Linked DNA regions of Mus musculus: region 2 is linked to region 1. A link is a contact called in public HiChIP or PLAC-seq data. All regions are on one chromosome and are shown on one strand. The core of a region is the stretch at or near the end of the contact, and the rest is flanking DNA. Distances in the headings are between cores, read along the strand shown.

Region 1 (6,728 bases), core at 1,572-4,071:
GCCTGGGCCCAGTGGGTACTTTGCACAATCTTAAGGAGAAAAAAAATTTTTTTTTAAAAAAATGCTCTTCAAAACCAACATGGACTAAAAGATGATAAACTGGTCCAAAAGCCACCCTACTTGCGAGAGGGATGAGGAGGCCAAAGCTGGCGGAGCAGAACCGTAGGATGCTCTTCTTGTCTCAGGCAGTGCAGAGGAGCAGGCTGCAGACTCCCTAAACTGTGGTCTCTGGGGATAGGGAGAAGCTTACAGCTACTTTCTCTGAAAGGTCTCTGGGGATAGGGAGTAGCTTACAGCTACTTTCTCTGAAACAAGAACAGGTAGTTGGTGACTACTTTAGCACCTATGTACTTAATTTTTATCATTTAGTGAGAATCTTTCCCTTCCTTCCTCCCTACCTCCCTTCCTTCCTCCCTCCCTCCCTTCCTTCCTCCCTTCCTTCCTTCCTCCCTATCTTTCCTTCTTTCTTTCCTTTCCTTTCCTTTCCTTTCTTCCTTCCTTCCTTTCTTCCTTTCTCTCTCTCTCTCTCTCTCTCTCTCTCTCTCTCTCTCTCTCTCTCTTTCCTTCTTTCTTTCAATCAGAGCTTAGTGCACCTTTGCTAATTTTTCTCAGAAAATCCTGAAGTCAAAGGAACGGCAACCCAGTTTCCAGACCTTTGTCTCAGCCTTGCAATCACCTCTAGGCATTCTGGGTAAGCAGACAAACAAGCACGAGGCTGGGCGAGCAGGAACCACCCCACCGATTTCCTTTTTCAGACTTTCTTCATCAGGGAATTAGGACAACAGCGACTTAACAACAAGGGTTTGGTCTCCATAAAATTATTAATGTCACTTGAAAATACAGTAAGTTGAAAATTCACTGCGTACAGTTAAAGCAATCAGGTCACGGTAGAGCTTTCTTTCTTCCTGTCAGGGCAACAAGGCTGATGGGAGCTGAAGCTTCCTGCCCCACCCAACACGTAGAGGAGAGCCATTAAAAAGTCAAGATATGGTGTCTCCTGAATGGACATTTCATTCTTGCTACAGGAATAATAGTGATAATAATAATAATAATGTCAAATCATTAAAATTCAGAAGCCTGAGTAGTCATCAATTTATATTAATAAAGGTTGAAAACTCAGCCCCACACGAAGATAATCATAGACCATGGAAACTAAATGGGACAACAGGGTTCAGTTAGTCCCCCTCGCCCACATTTCACAAGGTGGATACAGACAGGAAGATATGCTGAGCTCAAACAGCAAAAGACTTGGTGGAATCCTGCAGCTATTTCCTCTAGAGGACAGAGACACAGTTTAAGGTCCTTTTTAAATAGCCACCATTTTCCAGTTTGGCTCTTTAGCAGCAGGACAGCAAGCAGAAGGACGGGCACAGAAGTGAGGCGAGCACTTTGAAGCGACAGGCACAAAGGGAGAGGGGCGTGAGGAGGCCACCTGAGCTTAGTTAGATAAATTCCTCTCTAAGCAAATCCTCACAGACAGGAAAGGGCATAAAATATTTATGTATGAATGGATATATTGAGTTGCTCATGCCTTTTTAAAAATGTCGTAATGTATGGATGCAGTTATATATCTTAATTGCTAATTCAATAAACATTATTAGCATCTACTAGACTAAACCCGTAGGGATTAGAGTAAAAGTGAGGATATAAATATTCATAACGAGAAGGGCAAACATTCACTGACGGTTATGCTTGATAGGCTGGACAAGCCTTGGCTTATTTACCCAGAACACTAAGTATGGTTCTTTCCCCACTTTATAGGTGAGGAAATGGAGACTTAGGGAGTGACGGAACCTGCCCGTGGTGGCAGAGCTGGAAGGTCTCAGGGCAGGTGGGTGGCAGAGCTGGAGGACGGTAGAGCTGAGGGTCTGACTCGGACTAGTGGGGTCCCTAACCATTAGGCTCAAGAAGCTTACATGAGAACTCTTCCCCACGAATTTGGACTAGACTAGGTGGAACTCATCCGAGCAAACATCACTCCCGCCAGGTCAAGACTCACAATGAAGGGAAGAAAAAAAATGAGGTAGGGGTCTTCAAATGGAAGAATGGAAAGGAAGGCTTCGGGGAGGAGGAACTCACAGGCAGGGGTGAGCAACGCAGGTGAGAGGAACGTGGGAAAGTGCACCTTAGAAACGGTGGGGCGGGGCTTAGCAGCCGCAAGCAACACATGCTAAGAAATGATGCGAGGGTTGGACTGCTCACATCCCAAGGGAATCAGCGCGTCTTGAGTTCAGTGTAAGAGGAACATGTCTTGATGCAACGAGGATGGAGCAAGATCTGGAGATGACAAGGTCACTAGTGGCCACTGGAGCGCCTCTTCATGGAAGCAGGCAGCGCGGCTGTCTGTCTGTCTAGCCTTCGAGTTGTGAGCTGCCAAGAGCTGCGGAAGCTGCAGAAAATAATTCATCTTTCCTTCCCATTCCCTTGGGTTTTAGCGACTCTGGAGTCTGGAGATCAGCAATAGACTACAACCAGGAGGTCTGTAAGGAAGGGGAGGCGTGACCAAGGAGAGGCTGGCTCCTAAAGGAAGCGTTTCTGTCCAACGTTTCTGTGTAGTGAGTCTGCCTTCAGAGAGCTGAGTGCTTGTTTAGCTAAGTCATAGTTTTCACACTAAGGACCATGAACCAGGCTAAACCACAGACACCAGCCAGCTGCATGACCCCGGTGCCTCTGGCAATGGCTGTTCATCTTTTCTAGTTTGCAGCGTGGGTTTTGTCTCATTCCCACTTCCTGCCCCTAATTCCTCTCTAACCTCCTGCTGTTTCCTCTGTTCCTGAGGGTTACCCATGTCATTCCTCACACGTTGGAAGCGCAGCGCCCCCTTGTGATTATGACCACTTACCTTGGACACTCTCAGAAAGCTGAACAAAGCAAAGAACTGTGGCTCCACCTCAAAAACTCGCAGCCTTGTCCTACCAGCTCCCCAAAACCATTAGCGCCACTGAATCGATTTTATTTACTAAAGTTTAAGATCCACTGTCCTGGGAACGGAGATCCTGGGAGCATAGCAGCTCAGAAGAAGGCCCAGTGACAGCCGTGGACACGCCTCCACTCTTCCCGTTTTACATCTCAGATGTGTTTCCCTTACCAGGGATCAGTTTCTGAGGATGGAAATGGCGTCTCCAGCTCCCAGAGCCCAGGGGACATTTATTAGATACTGTGAAGATGACTTATTGTTAAAGGGTCCCCTTCCCTTCTTTCTTTCTTTTTCTTCTTCCTTCTCTACTGCACCCCTCCCCCCCAGCCCTGGTTGGCATTGAGCATAAAACATAGGTTTTAGAAAGCGGTTAATGTTTAAAGGGGAACTCATCAGGTTAGGCAGGGCATGGGCAGGTTGCTCAACTGACAAACAAATCCACCTGCTTTGTTGCTCCCTAAGCTAACAGGAAGCAGCCAGGAGATGGTCACTCACCCAGCAGTGGCTCACACCACCTGGCAAGCCACCGACAGGGCGACAGCACAGCGTGCTGCAATAGCAAGAGGCTATAAATAGACTTTTCTAAGAAGCTGCGGGCTGGTGCTGGACAGGCCTGATGCGGAGGCCTGGTGTGTTGCCCTTCAAACAGATAGGGAACAGTTCTAGAAGGACACTATAGAATGTAAGCCTCCTCCCAGTCCCTCTTCTTTCCTATTTTGTTACCTATGCCTGAGAGTCTCCATTGGGCTCCTAATTGCTGGTTCCTAGCTTAACAATACTGGAGACAAGGGCAGAAATCCCTTGGTAGGTCTTCATGAGGGGAGCCTCGTTCTTATTGCCCCATACTTGTCTAGCTTCTTACTCCTTATGCATGACCCTCTCTGTTGGTCGACTGATGTCCTTCTCGCCTTTTCCACAAGACTAATTCCCCTACTCCTCCATTTGTTCATGTTTTCCCTGTTTGGACTCTTTGAATGCATTCCCCTTTGTTTATAATTGTGGTCTGCATTTTAAGCACATACACCGGTTCTTTACAGACCAAATACATGCATGTCTACCAGTCTGTGTGAAATATAAGAAAAGCTTACTTTTCATGGATAACCTGTGATAAACAAACATGAGCAGGAGTTTTATATTCTTCCCTGCCCACCACCAGGTCATTTTGCAGATTCTGTAGCGGATATCACTGAGCACAGTACCAGATCACTGCTGGGCTCTTGAGGTTGGTTCCAAGTCATGCATTTATCCACTCATTCATCATTTTAAGTGACTACTGTGCTCAAGCCCTGGGCTAGGCTTGGGAGCTAATAGGAAGGAGGCCCAACCTCTATTGCTCGGGAGCTCAGACTGTGGGAAGAGAGGTACACATAAAATAACTCCTTAAAGGGAGAAGAGAGAAATAACTGCCCATGAGAGTCAGGAGAAGCCTCACAGAGGATTATTTGTACTGTGGTGAAAGAAGAGTGGGGGTTTGCTCTGTTATGAAATGGAGAGAGGCCCTTCTAGCACAGGGAATGCAAGGGCACAAAGGTGAAGGAGGAGACAAAGGAGGAGGAGGAGGGGAGAAGGGAGGAGGGAGAAGGAGGAGGAGGAGGGAGAAGGGAGAAGGGAGAAGGAGGAGGGAGAAGGAGAAGGGAGGAGGGAGGAGGAGGAGGGAGGAGGGAGAAGAAGGGAGGAGGGAGAAGGAGAAGGGAGGAGGGAGAAAAAGAGGGAGGAGGGAGAAGGAGAAGGGAGGAGGGACCATGTATTGAGAAGCTATAAGCAGGTTACTAGACAGGCGGGACATGCAATACAGTGACACAGACAAGCACTGGAATGAATAGCTAAGGCCAGATCATGCAGACCCTTATCTACAGTGTCATTAAATCCAGCTTTCATTCCGAAGTTAGTGTGCGTCACGGATTTGTCAAACTCTGCTCTTTCCCAAGTGGCTTTTAACCCGTATCTCCAGAGTTCCCGGGAAGGAAGGCCCTGCCATTGACTTTCTCTCTTTGTACTTTTGTTAAGAAAGTGATGTCTGTGCAGCATTCCCACAGAAAACACTTATCTCTGAGGCTCATTAACCCACCACATTCCTTTCCTGAGACACTTCACCACAGAAATGGTCTTCCGGGACTTCTGCTCCTAGAATCTACCATTATCCTGTGTGTAATGGTTGCTAGGCATGGACCCCGCAGGCTTTTCATGTCTAAGGTACTCTTTCTCGGGAGGAAAAATATCACAGATGATTCATTCCCTCGTGGTTGGTACCTTTCTGTTGTTTTGCCAGGGAGGACCACTAACTCCCTCAAGCCTTCTAGGCTTCTTGCTTTGTGTCCAGGGTCAGGCGTTTCCAGGATCCTTCCTCCATGTTGGAGGCGTGGTTTGTGTTGAGGCACCAGCCCTCTCCTCTGCTGTGCTCTGCCATGTGCTGAGACCACTGGGCTGAGCTCTGGGACTTATCCTTACGTGCAAAGATGAAATAAAGTGAAGAACACCATGATCCAGAGAGAACGTGTATTGAAATAGAAATGACAGTGCTTGTGCTCTGGGCTGGGAATGACTGTTACAGATGATGAAATGAGGAGACAAAGGGGCCTCTGGAAGTACGTGACTTCCAGGACAGCTGACACTCTGTGCAAGAGGAGGCTGTACTAGAACAGGAACCGGAACTGAACAGGAAGTGAACGTGCTAGGCTCAGCCCTCATGTTGAAAGGCACACATCCTCTCTGCAAAAAAAAAACAAAAAAAAAAAACAAAAAAAAAAAAAAAAAAAAAAAAAAAACCAAAGACAGGAGCTCATTTGCCATCTCAGAACCTTGTGCCACATAGCTGCATTACTGCACTGTATCTCAGTTCTTGGCAGCCATGGAAAGAGGTATCCAGTAGCCACCACCTCCTGTGTGTGTGTGTGTGTGTGTGTGTGTGTGTGTGTGTGTGTGTGTGAGTGATGCCGGGATGCTTTTATTATTCTAGTACAGATTAGAGTTACTGACCGACTGGTTCTCTTTGGAAATGCTTAGAAAGAGAATGCAATAGGCATTCCTTGTTATTTTCCATATTCTGAGTCTCTTCTGGTATCTTAAAACTAGGAACGAGGCTAGGAAGGGAGAGACATACATAGTGAAGCAAGGACCTGACTCGTCATCGGAGACAGAGAGAGCCGTTCCCTATGTGACCATGAGTGTTGGCTTTGGTGTGAGTGTGTTAGAGTTCTCTGGTGGAACAGAACTTTCAGTGTTAATTTATGTAACAGAGGGAAGTTACTAGGTTGCCTTATTAAGACCTGGGCTGGGTAGTTCAACAATGGCTGTCTGAGAAAGCTGGATTGGGTAAAAACTTCTGCTTAGTCCAGGAAGCTGGAAGTCTCATCAAGGTGACCTGAAGACAATTGTGTAGATATATTCTCTTGGTTGCTAATCGATGTAGGAAGGTCCCATTGTATGGTACCAAATATATGGGAGTAAGCCTGGCTATCTAAGAAAGGTAACTGAACCGGGTGATGGCGGTGAATACCTTTTATCCCAGCACTTGGGAGGCAGAGGCAGGCAGAGTCTACAGAGAAGGTTCCAAGACAGCCAGGGCTACACAGAGAAACCCTGTCTTGAAAAACAACACAACAACAACAACAACAACAACAACAACAACAACAACGACAAAGAAAGGTAGCTGAATGTGAGCCAAGGATCAAGTCAATAAGTGTGTGTTAGGGTAACTCTCCAACCCAAATATGCCCCAGCAATGAAAACACAACTCCATTAATATGAATAAATACTGTGCACCTAGATTGGGCAGATCTACTGCTACACTACCATCTTCCACATCAATGAG
Region 2 (6,241 bases), core at 141-2,640, 230 kb after region 1:
TCTAGCCTTGTCACCTTAGAACTCTGCTGTGGGGAGTTGGAAGGTATGATGAGGAAGAGAAAGACACGAAGCCGTAAAGCTCCTGCTTTCTGGGCTCCATTCCAGAATCATTATTGGGGTTGGGGTGGGTGGATGGGGTGATGTAGACAGGGCGGTGTTGACTGGGAGCTTTTAACTGTTGAGGCTGATGGTGCACAGACACACGATGGACTAATGACCCTTTCTCTAGTAAACACTGAAAGCTTTTTTTAACAAAAGCAGTACATGTTTAGAAGGCAGTAAAAGTGTGGGTGGGGATGTAGGCTAGAACATCATTTCTGGACCCTAAGCAGTAAGCTTTCTCTGTGGGTCACAACCCAGACAACAAAAGACCTTTGGCTAGCAATTGTTTTTCATTTGCAACTATTATTTTTTCCAACAGTCCCCAAGGAATAAAAGAAGTTTTTTGTTTGGTTGGTTGTTTGGTTGTTTTTTTTTGCACTTAAACTGGGTCAGAATAAGATCCTACTGCTGCACTCATAACGTTCACTCTACCTAGAAACTGTTCCGTTGCCACTTGCCACATTTAGTGGCTCAGCAGATAGGCCACTAGACTATTTATCTGGAGTTGCATGGCTTCTCAGGGTTACCAGCAAATAAAACCCATGCAATTCCAGATAAATAGCATATATTTATTTTAATACATGTGTCTATGCAACATGCAGGGCTTACTCATGTTAAAACATATCACTGATCTGAAATTCCAATGTAAGTGGGCATCCACATTTCATCTGGCTCCTCTACTCCAGTGGCTTATAAAATGTAGGTGATTCCACCTGCCCCACCCTACTTTACCTCATGCCATGCCTCAGCCTACCCAAAGTGACCAGACTAAAGTCATGTAATCATGAGTCTGGATATTTCATGACTGCCCTTCTCCGTCTTCCTGGAAAGGCATTCTCCCACAGCTGGGTGGCTTTGAGCTGTGTATCCTGCCTAGTTTCTGGTCACGGAAGGGAAGTGTAGAAGGAGAGAATTATCTGCTTGTCACCAAGCAAATCTGCTCTCTAAGATGAGACATCCCACACATCCACCCAACGGAGCTGAGGTTCAAACTCTTCCGATGCACACATCATTATTGCTGCCACAAAGTCTACACATACAAATAGGTGTGATAGAATGTCGTCTTCAAAGGAAGAAGAGCAGTCACATGCTGGCGAGCAGGAGGTAGTTGGCATCCAACTTCACTCTGGCAACCCTGTCTCCACCTGTCACTATCCGTTCCAGATTATCAAGGCTAAGATGATGGAGTTTCCAATGTTAGAAAGTCGTCCATTTTCCCAAGTGCCTATCACTTGACAGCTCATTAGCATCCTGACTGGACGTGAGCCAGAGGAAGGAAGTGATAAACCACCATGAGTCAACATGTTTCTTGCCAGAAGTTCTCGTAAAGGGAGCAAGAGTTGTGTGAGGGAGAGAAATCAGAAGAGAAAGTTTTAGGGGTCGTGGGGATTTCTCCTTGCCCTCCAAATCAGAAATAAACAAGGCTTATCTCTTAAGGTTGACTTCTCCAGACAGAATGTTCTAGAAAGACTCTCAATTCTGTTGCCCACAACCATAAGAAACATCCACCTTCCATTCTTTCTATTCTGCTGTGAGGTTAAACAAAGGGCAGAGAGTGGGCAAACACAGTGACTTTTTGAGCTGGGTGTAAGATCCAGGTGGGTGAGAAGGAAGGTGGCATTCCTCAGGAGACAACCAAAGGTTCACAAAGTCACTGTCAATGGGTATGCTTGATTATAAGAGCAGAGTCTCCCCCCAATGTAGATGAAGGAGGAGTCTAGCCAAAGAATGACATCATTTGCAGTACATAAAAAGAGCCCTTTGCTTTTGTTTGTTTGGTCTAGCGTTAGCCTTAAATGGGAAAGACAGTCACAGGAAGGGGTAAATACCCTCAAAGTGCACTGACGCGCATGCCTGAAAATGTTATAGTGAAGCTCACTGTACACTGACTAAAAATTAAAAGTTGTAAGTAAGGATCCTATGGATTTAGTGCTTCATAATAGGGGGAAGGGGAAAGAATTGAAGTTCAGGGAAAAGAGGAGAGCCAAGCAAACATGTCAAAGAGAAAGATGGTCAGAGAGAAAACTGCCCCAACCAGAGACTCAGCTAAGGTGTTCTACAATAGTAACCTCAGCAGCCATATAGAAATGATTTATTATGGAAAATTCAATCATATACAAAAGAAAACAAGATAGTATAATGAACCTCAGGGTGCAATTATTCTGTGCTTCAATTTTTGTCTTTAAGATTTATTTTACTTATAGAAGTACACTGTAGCTGTCTTCAGACACACCAGAAGAGGGCATCAGAACTCATTACGGATGGTTGTGAGCCACCATGTGGTTGATGGGAATTGAACTCAAGACCGTTGGAAGAGCAGTCAGTGCTCTTAACCGCTGAGCCATCTCTCCAGCCCTTGTGCTTCAATTATTAACTTAGTCTCATCTAATCAAATTGTCTGCTCACTTGCCCTTCTAGCATGGGCCATTTTGAAGGAAATTCCAGACATTATATTTTATCAATTAATATTTCAGTACAGCATTAAGATTTAACTCGCCAGTTCTGATCTGTATGGCTTCTCCAAAGTTAGCCAGTTTCCACCCAATCTGTTCCTACAGGAGCCTACAGAAGGGGCAGAATGGAGAGGAAGCCACGTATCGAATGCAGATTGACCACCAGAACTCCTAGAGACCTGTAGGACATAGACATCAGGTGAGACTACTTGGGCTACCAATCATTTAAACTTCAAGCAAGTTCTTTTGTGCTCACAAATCCCAGGTACATTTCAAACAAGACTGTCATAGTTCGAAAGAGTCACCAAAGATCATGTGTTGTATGTATGTATGTATGTATGTATGTATGTATGTATGTATGTATGTATTCTATCTATCCTATCTTATCCCTCCCTCCCTCCCTCCCTCCCTCCCTCCCTTCCTCTCTCCCTCCCATCCATCCATCTATCTATCTATCTATCTATCTATCTATCTATCTATCTATCTATCTATCTATCTATCTACCTACCATATATCCTATCCTATCCTATCCTGTCCTGTCCTGTCCTGTCCTGTCCTGTCCTGTCCTATTTATACTACCTATCTATATTTGGTTTCTTTGAGACAGGGTTTCTCCATGTAGCCCTGGCCATTCTGAAACTCACTCTTTAGATCAGGCTGGCCTTGAACTCAAAGATCTACCTGCTTCTGCTCTCATGCTGGGATTAAAGGCAGACACCACTACCACCATCCATTGTATGTGTTGTACCTTCAATCCCCAGTGTGGAGGGATGATTAGAACCTGAGATTTCTGGCCTCCCACATGGGTAAATGCCATTAACATAGGAACAGGTTAGTTACCTCGAGAGTGAACAATTTCAAACCAGCTCAGCATCCTCTCACTCACTTTTCCGTCTACTTTCTACCACGGGATGATCTAGCTCAGAGTCCTTTACTAGATCACCCCATCTTCACAGTATCTAGAACTCTGGGATACTCTGTTGTATCATATAATGTGGATGAAGAGAGAAACAGCCAACTTTTGCATTATTCAAAATAGGCCTGAAGAAACCAGGAGTTCTTTATGTGTATTTGTTTTCTTCCTTAGAACAAACAGCTCACCTGCGTAGGAGGAGCACAGACTGTCCACAGCTAACAGTACACCCACACTGGGGGAGTTCCAACCCTCCACGGCTGAACTATTGCTGTCTTCCAGAATGAAATGGCCTTAGGAACTTGAGTCGGAGTGCATCTCCAGAAATAGGGCTTTAACAGTGCTGCCTTATTCCTTGTGCCCGACAATCCTCTGCAGGGTTCCAGTCCTCCGTCAAAGATCTGCTGCTGTCAGCACTTTCCGGCAAAGATCCCTTAAGGTTTTTTTTTTTTAATGTCATTTCGTTCCCAAATTTAAATTCCACAATAAATCCCCCCCCGCCCTCCCCCCGCCGCCGCCATGAGTGTTTCTGACGTCCATGAAGAATTTCCCTTTCAAAGATCTGTCTTCTTACAGTCTCTCCAGAAAGCTCCTCTTGACACCAACCTCCCAGGTAAGACCACACCCCTAAGCTCATAATCTTGCCTGTGGCGTCTTTAAGGTTTTTTGTTTTTGTTTTTTTTTTTAATGCCCTGATAAAATCTTCGCTCACTCAGCACTATTATAAGCTGCCATCTTCCCTGGGAAGCTGGGTTTGTGTGCTTATTAATGGCTCTGTAGTCACTGGAAGAGTGGAAGACAGGGTGCCCCACAGACAAAGAGATAATCCTCAGGCTTGAGGACAGGGCATACTGAGAAGCCTGTTGAGACAAAGGCGCCAGGTGGGGTGGGGTCACCCATGAAGTGCAGCCAGCCTGGGCCTGAGAATGGGCATTTGTTTGCAAAGGTGAGAATGACTTTACTCTTGGCCCTTAGCAAGTTGCAGCAGCTTCTTGTGGAAAAATCCCTCCCTCCATTGAGCTGGGGTAGCACTTTCAGTTTAAAACTTACTGTCATCCTGAAGGGCTGCCTTGCCTTGCCTTTTCTTTCCTTTTCTTCTCTCCTTTCTCCCTTTCTCCCTTTCTCCCTTCCTCCCTTCCTCCCTTCCTCCCTTTCTCCCTTCCTCCCTCCCTCCTCCCTTCCTCCTCCCCTCCTTCCCTTCCTTTCTTCTTTCCATCCTTTCTTTCTTTCTGTGCTGGATAGTGAACCCAGAGCTTTGTTGTACATGATAGCCAACCACTGAACTACACTCTCAATCCTAGACATTCATTTAATTCTAAACTACAGCAGGGGAAGGAGAGGGATACAGGAGCCATAGCACACACCTTTAACTCCAACACTTGGGAGGCAGAGTTAGGCAGATCTCTGTATTGAACTCAAGGACAGCCTGGTCTACAGCATGAGTTCTAGGACAGTCAGGACTAAATAGTAAGACTCTGTCTCAAGAAAAAAAAAAGGGGGGGGGGAAGCAATTTTTCCAGGCCGAGTAACAGATTTTCAAACTTTGTAGTTGTGGAGTTGGAAAGTTGCAGATTTGGATCCAGCTTATCTTGGGCTAACTTTGGTCCTCTTCATGACCAGCAGTGTTCCTTCATCTGATTTACCATCCTTTTGACCATCAGGTAAAACTTTTAATATATATTCCTGGCAGGTGACTGGTATCTGCAAAGTCAAAAGCCAAGAATGGCAGCATTAAGTATCTGGAACCTAAGAAGGGCTTTCCCTGCCTGTGATTCCCACGGATGAAGTTGGCCAAAGCCTTGATTTTGATTGTATTTGCTCTGTGAACAACAGAGTCTCATGCAACCATTTCCAAGTGGAACATACTCGGGTTGTGTTGCTGGGCCTGGGCTTTCCCTGTGGCTCAGGTCAAGCTCTCCCTTACTCCCTTTGAAGTGAGAGCTGTGCTTCGTGTTGACATTATTTAAAGCAAAATCTAGGAGAGTCCCAGAAGGTAAGGGCACTGTAGATTTAGGAGAGAGAACCAGGTTTTCCATTCTCTCTCTCTCTGGTTTCAACTGTTTGTCTATGGTCAAGATTCTTAAACTCTCAAAGCCTAAAGTATCTGAAAAATGGCAGTAATGATTCCCCAGCTCAGTAAACAACACGTTTGGGAGAACATTGTATGAACTTCTAAGTACTGCATATGTCCATGATATTGGAAAGCACACAGCCCAGGTCAGCGTCAGGAAGACTGCACTGGTACTAGGGCAGCAGTTCTCAACCTTAGGGTCATGACCCCTCTGGGTGGGGAGGTCAAACAAATCTTTAAAAGGGCTCTCCTAAGACTATGGGAAAACACAGATAATTACATTATGATTTATACCAGTAGCAAAATTACAATTATGAAGTAGCAACAAAAATAATTTTACGGTTGGGGGTCCCCACAAGAAACTGTATTAAAGGGGTCACGGCATTAGGGAGGTTGAGAACTACTGGATTGGGGGGATGTAGGAAGGAACATTGTATTCAGTTGGCACGTGCAAGGGTTCAATGGAGTAGACTTTGTGAGAAAGGAGGATATTTTCCCTGGGCCCTAAAGGGTTTCAGTAGACAGAGAACTGAGTGGGGAAGGCAGATATTGAGATGGAGGGACAGTGCACACCAATTTTTCAAATCAGCAGGAAAAGTTTAAAACTACAGAAAGCTTTGAATACAAAGCAAGGGATTTGAACAGACATTGGGGCCCTGGGTATCTGCGGGTTCTGTATCTGATGATTTAACCAGTCACTGA

The links. HiChIP or PLAC-seq counts read pairs in DNA pulled down with a chosen protein or histone mark.
Region 2: an H3K27ac HiChIP or PLAC-seq map of the HPC-7 cell line shows a contact between it and region 1, with 11 times the contacts expected there. The contact joins two enhancer-like sites. A contact is called at or near these places in 6 of 484 Hi-C or Micro-C datasets (LSK cells, erythroblasts, granulocyte-monocyte progenitors and 3 more), 7 of 115 datasets of contacts at active chromatin or transcription factors (the HPC-7 cell line, T-cell acute lymphoblastic leukemia, a beta-TC-6 cell line and 3 more) and 1 of 9 other capture datasets (embryonic stem cells).

The regions. Positions count from the first base shown.
Region 1 is chr8:35,203,025-35,209,752 of GRCm38.p6, forward strand. No RefSeq gene overlaps it. Among named protein-coding and RNA genes, the nearest start is that of Gm34474, 12 kb to the right of the region's middle. Within about 2 kb of position 2,822, at least 89 of the 459 cell types and tissues checked have an H3K27ac peak or open chromatin away from gene starts, as enhancers often do. A contact at or near this core is called in the HPC-7 cell line, bone marrow-derived macrophages, granulocyte-monocyte progenitors and 1 more, where this site is marked.
Region 2 is chr8:35,432,606-35,438,846 of GRCm38.p6, forward strand. Gm34853 (a long non-coding RNA gene) reads left to right here and starts at 3,969. Exons shown (of 4, transcript XR_870343.2): 1 at 3,969-4,081; 2 at 5,018-5,129. Within about 2 kb of position 1,391, at least 69 of the 459 cell types and tissues checked have an H3K27ac peak or open chromatin away from gene starts, as enhancers often do. A contact at or near this core is called in the HPC-7 cell line, bone marrow-derived macrophages, granulocyte-monocyte progenitors and 1 more, where this site is marked.